Linked DNA regions of Mus musculus: regions 1 and 3 are each linked to region 2. A link is a contact called in public HiChIP or PLAC-seq and promoter capture Hi-C data. All regions are on one chromosome and are shown on one strand. The core of a region is the stretch at or near the end of the contact, and the rest is flanking DNA. Distances in the headings are between cores, read along the strand shown.

Region 1 (2,753 bases), core at 154-2,653, 440 kb before region 2:
CATTCTTGACTTTTGTCCCCCGTTCCCCGTCCTTTATGAGCTAGGATCTTACAGTTCTGCCTGGCTGGTCTTGAATTCACAGCGGTCCTCCTTTTTTTTTTTTTTTTTTAAAAAAAAGATGTATTTGTTTTTTTTATGTACATGAGTACACTGTAGCTATCTTCAGACACACCAGAAGAGGTCATCGGATCCAATTACAGATGGTTGTGAGCCACCATGTGGTTGCTGGGATTTGAACTCAGGATCTCTGGAAGAGCAGTCAGTGCTCTTAACCACTGAGCCAGTGGTCCTCCCGCATCAGCATCCTACATTCTGGTATTACAAGTGTGAACTGATACACCTGCTTTCCAACAATGTTCTTTCAACAGTTGGCATCTTTTGCACATTTTTTTTCAACTGTGAGAAGATATAGAAAATATGCATAAAGGTTCAGGGCTATTAACTTCTTGTAACCCTCTCAACCATTATCACCAGGATGTCCTGCATAGCTGATGTCCCCACTCCACAGCTTTATCTTCATGTAACTATGTCTTTAAAAATTCTACCAAGCATACTACACGAAGAAAGAGTAACACATGAACACCCAGGTCTTCAGCCAACACCCCCCCCCCCAACCCTCCGCTGTGGTCACCTCCTGGCCTCTGTCTTGTATCCACACCCACCTCCAACCCCCATCCTGATTACAAGGAAGAAAATCTGCCATGTTTTTCTACCATTTGCGAGCATTTCAGCATGTAACTCTAAAGATGCAGGTAGTGGGATGTAACCATGAAACATTGTTGCGGAAAGAATTAACTGTTTCTCAACAAGGCTGACATCTCAAATCTTATGCTAAAGGTTCCCAACTCCCTTTGGTGTCTCTCTTTCTGCCCTCTCTCCTCTTGCAACTAGTCAGGTGGGGTTTTGTTCACCACTAACTTTGTGATTGAGCTCCTACAGTGTTACTTAACACATCCCTCCATGCCCCACTCTGCCCCATTTCTCTGCCCAGGACCTTCCCCTGCCTCCTTCTTCCCATTCGCCTGCTTCCTCGAGTGGGCTACCACCTCAGCCCATCCACTTGTAGCTGGGTCCTTCTCCCAGACTGAGAACCCACACAATCAGCCTCTGCTTCCGCCTGCTGGTCCATGAATCCCTACCTCTTCTTGACATGTGAGAGAGCCCCTCGATGCTATCAATGGCTGCTGCTTCCAACAGTAGCCCCTCCACTCTTGCCGTAAAAGCTTGTCATCGCCTACAAGCCCCTCCCTCTCTCAGTGTCTCTTCTCTAACGTCCCACGTGTAAAGGGGCTGAGGTGATACCCACATGTGGGCCAATCAGCCAAATGTCACTCAACTTCCTCCTGGGCGCTGACTTAGAACAGGAAGTGTCAGGCGGGGGGGCCTCAGCGGCTGTGTTCTTTAGACACAACCACACAGCCAGCTGGCAAGAAGTAGGCAAAGACATCTCCAGTCAGATTCTCGGAGTGGAGGCTTCCTGGGACTGAGAGGGGGTGAGTGCAGGGCTCCTGTGTTCAGGTAGCTCTTATGGGAAACACCTCAGAAGTGGGCTCTTCCGGTGGAATTTCTCTTTATGACTCCAGCCCGACAGGCACTGGTGGCCTTTCCCCATCTCTCACCTTGCCTATCTGTCAAAAAAATGGTCTTGTACATGTGGCTTCTGGCTATTCAGACTCTCCTGACTGACGTCCAGGGATGGGAGGCCTGGTACCACAGCTGAGCAGAGTTTCAGGAGCGCTGGGAACATCTGTAACTGTGGGTCAGCAGGCAGCCGACTGTGTTGATTCTCTCTCTGTGATAGTCGTGGATGCCCGGGACTGAGGAAGGTCAGCTATGATAAGGGGTAGGGGTGGTGGTGGAGGTGGCTGGGACAGATTGTGGGAGGGAAGGGGTCACATACTGACACCCACCTACTATGAATGGAAGTAGATACTTATGGTCATGAAGGTGAGTGTCAGATTGGAGGTAATGAGCAAGAGAAGGAGCTGCTGAGATGTCCATTGTCCCCATCTGCTTTAAAATGGCGTGTGGGGAGTGTGTATGTGTGTGTGGGGGGGGGGGTGATTCTCAGTCTACCCTGCAAGTCTCTGGAACCTGGGCTCCAAAATGCCCAGCCCAGCTTACAGCATAGCAGATAATAAGGAAGTCCTCTACCCAAGAATCCCACCCACATACCATAGTGGCCAGGCCTGGGGCCAGCAACCACAGGGTCATATCCCAGATAGGGGGAAGGTGTCAGGTGACAGACACCCTTTCTACATCCACCAGTGAGTGAGCAGATGAGAGATTGTTGACTGCTGCCATAAGCAGGAGTAAAATGAGCAAGTCCTGAGGGTTAGTTAGGGCTGGAGAGGCCCAAGTTTCCTATCTCCTCCTTTCTCCAACATTTCTCTGTTGACATATGTGGACACAGTCTTGCCGCAGGCATGCATTAGGCTGGGGTGAATTGTGTTCACTGCGATTGTGGAGGAACCATGCAATCATCCTTTGCAGGAAGTGCTGCAGGGGGCCGGGGGCTATCTTTGATACACAGCTTGGGAGGAAGCCTTCTGCTCTCTATGGAGAAAGGGTGTGAACTGGGGAGGCCACTGAACTCTGGGGAAATGAGAGGGTGGGCTGACTGGCTCTGCAAACTCCAAATGTCTGCAGTCAATAATGACTCAAAATTCCCTTCAAAACTCACTCCCATGAGGAGTGAGCCGTGGAGACTACTGAGGCTCCCGCTAGCTACAATCTATCATCACTCAGGTGCA
Region 2 (2,700 bases), core at 128-2,627:
ATGCTCTCCCACCTGAAGCCACCACTGCTCTTAGGCCACACTGTGACCTTGGCTCAGCTTCTTTCTCCCCCCATCCTCTGTCCAAAAAGAGTAAAAGGCCATAGATGGAGTCAGGAAGACTGACAATGCCCTCAGTGGGGTTCCCCAGTCACTGACACCTATGGGTGTGTGTGTGTGTGTGTGTGTGTGTGTGTGTGTGTGTGTGTGTGTGTTCAGAGTACTCCAAAGGGCAAAGAATGAATGGACAGACAGATAGAGAGGACTTGGCAGAGCCTACACCCTGGGTACAACATGACATCTGTAAATGTATTCATCTGGGTCATCAGAACTACCTGTAGAAGACAGCAGGCTGGAACAGAGCAAGGCCCCCATGTGGGATGAGCCTCCAGACCTGAGCTCTATACACACACACTGGTAGAGACAGGAAAGGGCTCAGATGTGAGGAGGAGGAGTGGTACACCCTCCGCTACAGCCTCAAGCAACTGAATCCAGCCCCTGCTGAGAGAGCCCGGTTAGGAATGGATAGAAGATAGCCAAATCCGACTGGGCTCTGGGCACATCTTCCAAGTAGCTAGTTACCCTCAAGACTCCTGGACCAGCGTGTTTCTGGCCACCACACCCACCCCGGCACACAAAAGTACCAGCAAACATACGGGACTTACTTTATTGGGAGGGAGGGCTTATGAGCCCTGGCTGGGGGCTGGGGCATGTGGCACCTTCTTTACCTCACTCACTGAAAAATTCTGCATCTCTCAGGCTTCCCAGTAGCTCTCTGCTTGCTCCCAGGCATCCTGGACATACTGGTCTGGAAAGCAGTTCAGATTTTATAAACAGCTAACCACAGGAAAGGGCACAGAAGCTAATGCCCTCAGTCCTCTGTGAGGGTCCAGAGAAGAGCGGGAGCTGAGAGCTATAGCGCGTGGGCACAGGTCACACTGGCTGACATTGAGTCTGTGCCCCTGTACCAGCTCCAGAGCCTGTACCTAGATGCAGCTCAAACCCTGCACTCCCTCAACACCCCCAACTTACACCTCTACTCCAGGGAACACCCTCCCCCCCACCCCCCCCACCCCAGGCTGAACTCTCTGCACCAGAAAGCAGTCGCATTCTAGCTCATGCCTGCACCCAGGTCGAAGACTTAATCTTTACACTTCTGTCACACTCAAAGGACACTGCAACCCGCTCCCCTCCCCGCATGAGCCCCTGCAATCAGCGTTCCCATCCCCCAACTGAACCCCCATTTCCTCTCCAGATACTGGGTCAGCGCCCCTTGACCAGCGCCGGGTACCTGCTCAGAGGCCGCGCACCCCAGCGTCACACGCGCAGCTGCGCAGGACAGCCGCTCTCACCCGCATCTCATCGCTAGGCGCAGCCTGAATGGCCCGCCCCGCACTCTGCGTCACTCAGCCTGATTGCTTGGCAGCCGCAACTAACTAAGAACGTGGAGCCAAGCATGTGCTGGGCCTCCTGAGATGCTCCACTTGCGGGTCAGCCTCTTCGGGACACCTAGAAAGGCACTTGCGGCCCCGGGAATCAGATCCTCCACAAAGTGTAGGAAAAGATTTGTATATGCCTTGTCTTCAAGCCCTGAACCTCGAAGGAGGCAGCCTGGTATAAAGAGCCAGGGCGCCCCTGTTGGACCTGAGCGGACTTAAGTAGCCGCCTCACTCCTGCCTCAGTACCCTCCTGCTAAAAGTCCCTTACAGCTACCCTCACATTAGCTGTGCTCCTCACAGGAGCACCCAAAGCCAAAGACAATTCCCAAGGGGACCTAAAGACTGGGGCAGCCTCAGGGTCCCTCCAAGTGTGTCACACAACAGAGGAGACAGAAAGAACCAGTAGGATGGATCCTAAATTGAGCCTGCAACAGGGCTGGTTTCAAAGATGCCCACCCTATCCCCAGTTACCCTGAATGTGTTGTGCCTGGTTCCTGAGCGTGATGAGGGCTGTATTGACTCCTGGGAAGACGACTGACACTTCCTTCATCCCTGAATCACACTCTTTCCTCTCCGTTCCCAACACCAGTCTGCAATGCCCAACAGAACCCCTGAGCCATTGGCTTCAGTGCCAAGAACATGAAGAGGATTGGTGTATGTATGACCTCTGATGTAAATTGTGGGGGATCTGCCCAGGAAGTCATGCCTGGCCAGCAGCTTCCTTCCTCATTTCCTCCCCAGGACTAGGTCCTCCGTGCAGACCCTGATTCAGCATGTACTGTTGAAGGTCCTTCTACAGCCGCCCTGTGGCTTCCCCTCCCCAAATGAGGCAACCAGCCTGCTGATGCTCACCACGCCTCACATCTTCCCATCCAGCCACCCCAGTCTGGATGGAGCCATGGTAAAGATGCACTATTTGCGCTGGGCGTGGTGGTGCATACCTCTAATCCCAGCACTCGGGAGGCAGAGGCAGGCGGATTTCTGAGTTCGAGGCCAGCCTGGTCTACAGAGTGAGCTCCAGGACAGCCAGGGCTATACAGAGAAACCCTGTCTCCAAAAACCAAAAACCAAAAAAAAAAAAAAACACTGTTTGCAGGGACAGCACTTGTATGAAATGTTGTTAGGAATAATGCCATAGGTGGAGGTGGAGGTGGAGGTGGAGGTGGAGGTGGAGGTGGAGGTGGAGGTGGAGGTGGAGGTGGAGGTGGAGGTGGAGGTGGAGGTGGAGGTGGAGGGGGCTGTTTCTCCTCCAAAACAGTGAATG
Region 3 (2,754 bases), core at 125-2,624, 280 kb before region 2:
CCGCCACTACTCCATAGGTCCCACCAGGAAGGAGCGGCACTGAGCCCAGGAGTGAAGAAACTTACCCCAAGAGCTCCCCTGGGCCAGGTAGAGGGTAGCCATGTATAACAAGTGCCTCTCCAAGGATTTCTTTATAGCTATCTTAGTCACCACAAGCCCACAAGCCTCCTCACCGGGACATAAATGGCAGATCAGGGTTTCCAGGGAGAAGGGAAGGCTTGAATACATGTCCCCTACACAGAGACAGACCCTCCAGCACTCTGCAGATCATCCATCCCTTCTTCCTCTTCCATCTCTGTACTACCCTCCCACCTCTCTCTTTTCTCCTCCCATCCCCCACCCCATCTCATCTCTCCAGGTCTATCTTGTCTGCTCCCTCTCTTATGGTCTCTTGTCTCTCTGTCTCTCTCTAATCACAGGGCCTTGAGCTCACAAACACCCACTGAGTCAAACATTGCCAGGCCCCTGAGCTGGGCCTTTCCCCCTAACTCTTTCTCTCTTCTCCATCCATCTTCATCATCCTCTCTCTCTGTTTTTCAGTACCCACCCTCTTGCCACCCCCACCCTCCCCATACATACAAAACCGTCTGCCATTTGCAAACAAACACCCACAGTGTCAGGCTCTGCCTGAGTTCTGAGTTGGGACATTCGGGGTGGGGGGACTGTGTGTCTCAGGGGCTTGTGAAAGGGGGTCCTGTTGAGTCGGAAGCATCTCTCAGGGAATTGAGCACACACGGGCAATGCACTCTCTGCACAGCCACTCTTAAACCCTTTCCTCTGGAACAGCTTTAAGGATGGCTCCCCCCACAGGGGAATTCCTGAAGCCAACAGTTGACAAACCCACACACCCTCCGAGGGCTGGGCACCAGATAAAAAGCCCTCCTCAAAGCCGGCCCTCCTGGGGACGGTGTGGGACCCGGCAGGGCAGGAGACCTTCCTCTGTCACCACCTCCTCTAAGACTGATCCTTATCTCAGCACAGAACAGAGGATCTGACCTTCTGCTGGACCTAAGGCTGACCCCCTGCTGCGTGTTGGGACCTCGGGGGACACTCGCCCCAGCTGAGAGGAAAGAGCCCTGTTTGGGAATCCCCAAGAGAGCAGGAGGTGGACCGACAGAGCACCTGTCCCTATCGGTAGCTGCAGGTCTGCCAAGGTCACCTGCTCGAGTCCTGCACAGCAGCACGCGGCCGCCCGTCATCTGCACCCAGGAAAAACTGGTTTTCTAAGTTTTTCTGGTTTGTTCTCAGTGCTCCGCTGAAGGATCTATTTCTGTCTCTCCTTCAGGAGGGTGAGCTTTGCCAATGACTAATCCCAGTCCTGAAGATTGATACCCGTTGTCACCTGCGCTCGGGACCCAAGCCCAGCAGGGAAGCAGAGAGATAAGCCCTTGCCTGCAGCTGACGCTTCAGTCTGCCAGGGCCACCCGCCTTTTGCTACTGCAGAACAGCTAGGGGCTGTCATTACTGCCAGGACTACCTCTGTCCTCTTGCAGATACAAACATGGGCTCATCACAGTGACCACCTGGGGTCCAGACTGCCCCTCACAGGGAATTAAGAGTGGCTGCCTCTCTGCAGGCGTGTGGAACCCCTGGATGGATCTTGGGACTCGAGCCCCTCATGTCTGCGCTGCTGATGTTGTGTGCGGTGCTCTTGCTTCTGGGTACCCCAAGCCGTGGTGCCCGGCCCTGGGAGCCCTGCACAGGTAAGGTGACCACATGGGGACATGGGTAGGGCATCTTTTGTGAAGTTGGAGAAAAATGGGGTTTGACATGCCACCTCCTGACACCAGGTCACTTGAGTGTGGTAAGATGCTGTCCTCCTAGAAACCTGGACAGTTATGGGGGACAGGGGAGATACAATAGAAGGGGCAGCACAGGCAGTCACAATAAAAGGTTTCTCTAAGCTCCTAGAGGTGGGAGGGGTTTCAAGTTTCAAAGCGCTAACAGCAGCCATCGAGGCTTCGCAAGTACTTACCTGCTTGACTGCCGGGGAAGGCCAGGCACCTGCTTCAGGAATGAAGTCCCCGGCCCTCGGGCTCCTGGCATCGGATGAGCTATCCAACCTGCATTTAGCAAAGCTCTGGGCCGCCACGGGCCTGGCTCTGTCCCCAGTTGAAGGAGAAAACACAGGCCCAGCCCCAAACACACCCACAACCCACACCTGGGTTTAGCCTGGAGCTCCTCGAGGTGGGCCAACTACAGGCCTCCTTCTCTTCTTAGGCCACTGGGAACACCAGTGACATCCTGCTCTAGGGTTCCCAGCAAGAGATTCTAACGATCAAGTCACAATTAATGGGATAAAGACACAAGGCAGTTGGATCTGATAGCTGGACCTGCAAGTTGGTAGTGGGAATCCCAGGGACAAGAGGTACTGGTGTGACAGGTGGTTGTGTTCTCGGGTGCACACCTTCTGTTGGGTTGCCAGGAGGAGTGAGGCTCCTTCCCGTACTGGGCTGTTGCTCTCTGTGACATGGCAAGGGGTGACCCTGCGACCCAGGTTTGGAACACTGACCTATGTGAACGCTGCTGCATGCGGTTTATAACCTAACTACCTAGAAGTGACTGGTTGTAAGTTTCAGCAACCGGTACACTGAGGGCTGTGGGTGAGAAGACCCTGGGGCCCGATACAGTGCCACCTGTGGGGATCTGAGGCAGAAGAGAAGCCCCTGCCCCTGCCCCTCCTCCAGGTGTGTTCTCCAGCCACACCTGCAGTGACAGCTTTGAAGGTGGAGCTTCTAAGTCTGTTGTCACCAC

Evidence for each region. Promoter capture Hi-C pulls out the DNA fragments that hold promoters and counts their contacts. HiChIP or PLAC-seq counts read pairs in DNA pulled down with a chosen protein or histone mark.
Region 1: a contact with region 2 is called in an H3K4me3 HiChIP or PLAC-seq map of forebrain, with 5 times the contacts expected there. The contact joins the promoter of Itgb2 here to the promoter of Trpm2 in region 2. A contact is called at or near these places in 8 of 484 Hi-C or Micro-C datasets (the Ba/F3 cell line, cardiomyocytes, cerebral cortex and 5 more), 11 of 115 datasets of contacts at active chromatin or transcription factors (CD8 T cells, astrocytes, bone marrow-derived dendritic cells and 8 more) and 2 of 9 other capture datasets (adipose tissue and liver).
Region 3: a promoter capture Hi-C map of neural stem cells shows a contact between it and region 2. The contact joins the promoter of Tspear here to the promoter of Trpm2 in region 2. A contact is called at or near these places in 2 of 39 promoter capture datasets (hippocampal neurons and neural stem cells) and 1 of 9 other capture datasets (adipose tissue).

Annotation. Positions count from the first base shown.
Region 1 is chr10:77,528,967-77,531,719 of GRCm38.p6, forward strand. It overlaps Itgb2 (integrin beta 2), which reads left to right and starts at 1,404. Exons shown (of 16, transcript NM_008404.5): 1 at 1,404-1,493.
Region 2 is chr10:77,968,495-77,971,194 of GRCm38.p6, forward strand. Trpm2 (transient receptor potential cation channel, subfamily M, member 2) reads right to left here and starts at 1,378. Exons shown (of 34, transcript NM_138301.2): 1 at 1,289-1,378; 2 at 663-805.
Region 3 is chr10:77,685,195-77,687,948 of GRCm38.p6, forward strand. It overlaps Tspear (thrombospondin type laminin G domain and EAR repeats), which reads left to right and starts at 1,375. Exons shown (of 12, transcript NM_001287074.1): 1 at 1,375-1,703. The coding sequence starts at 1,619.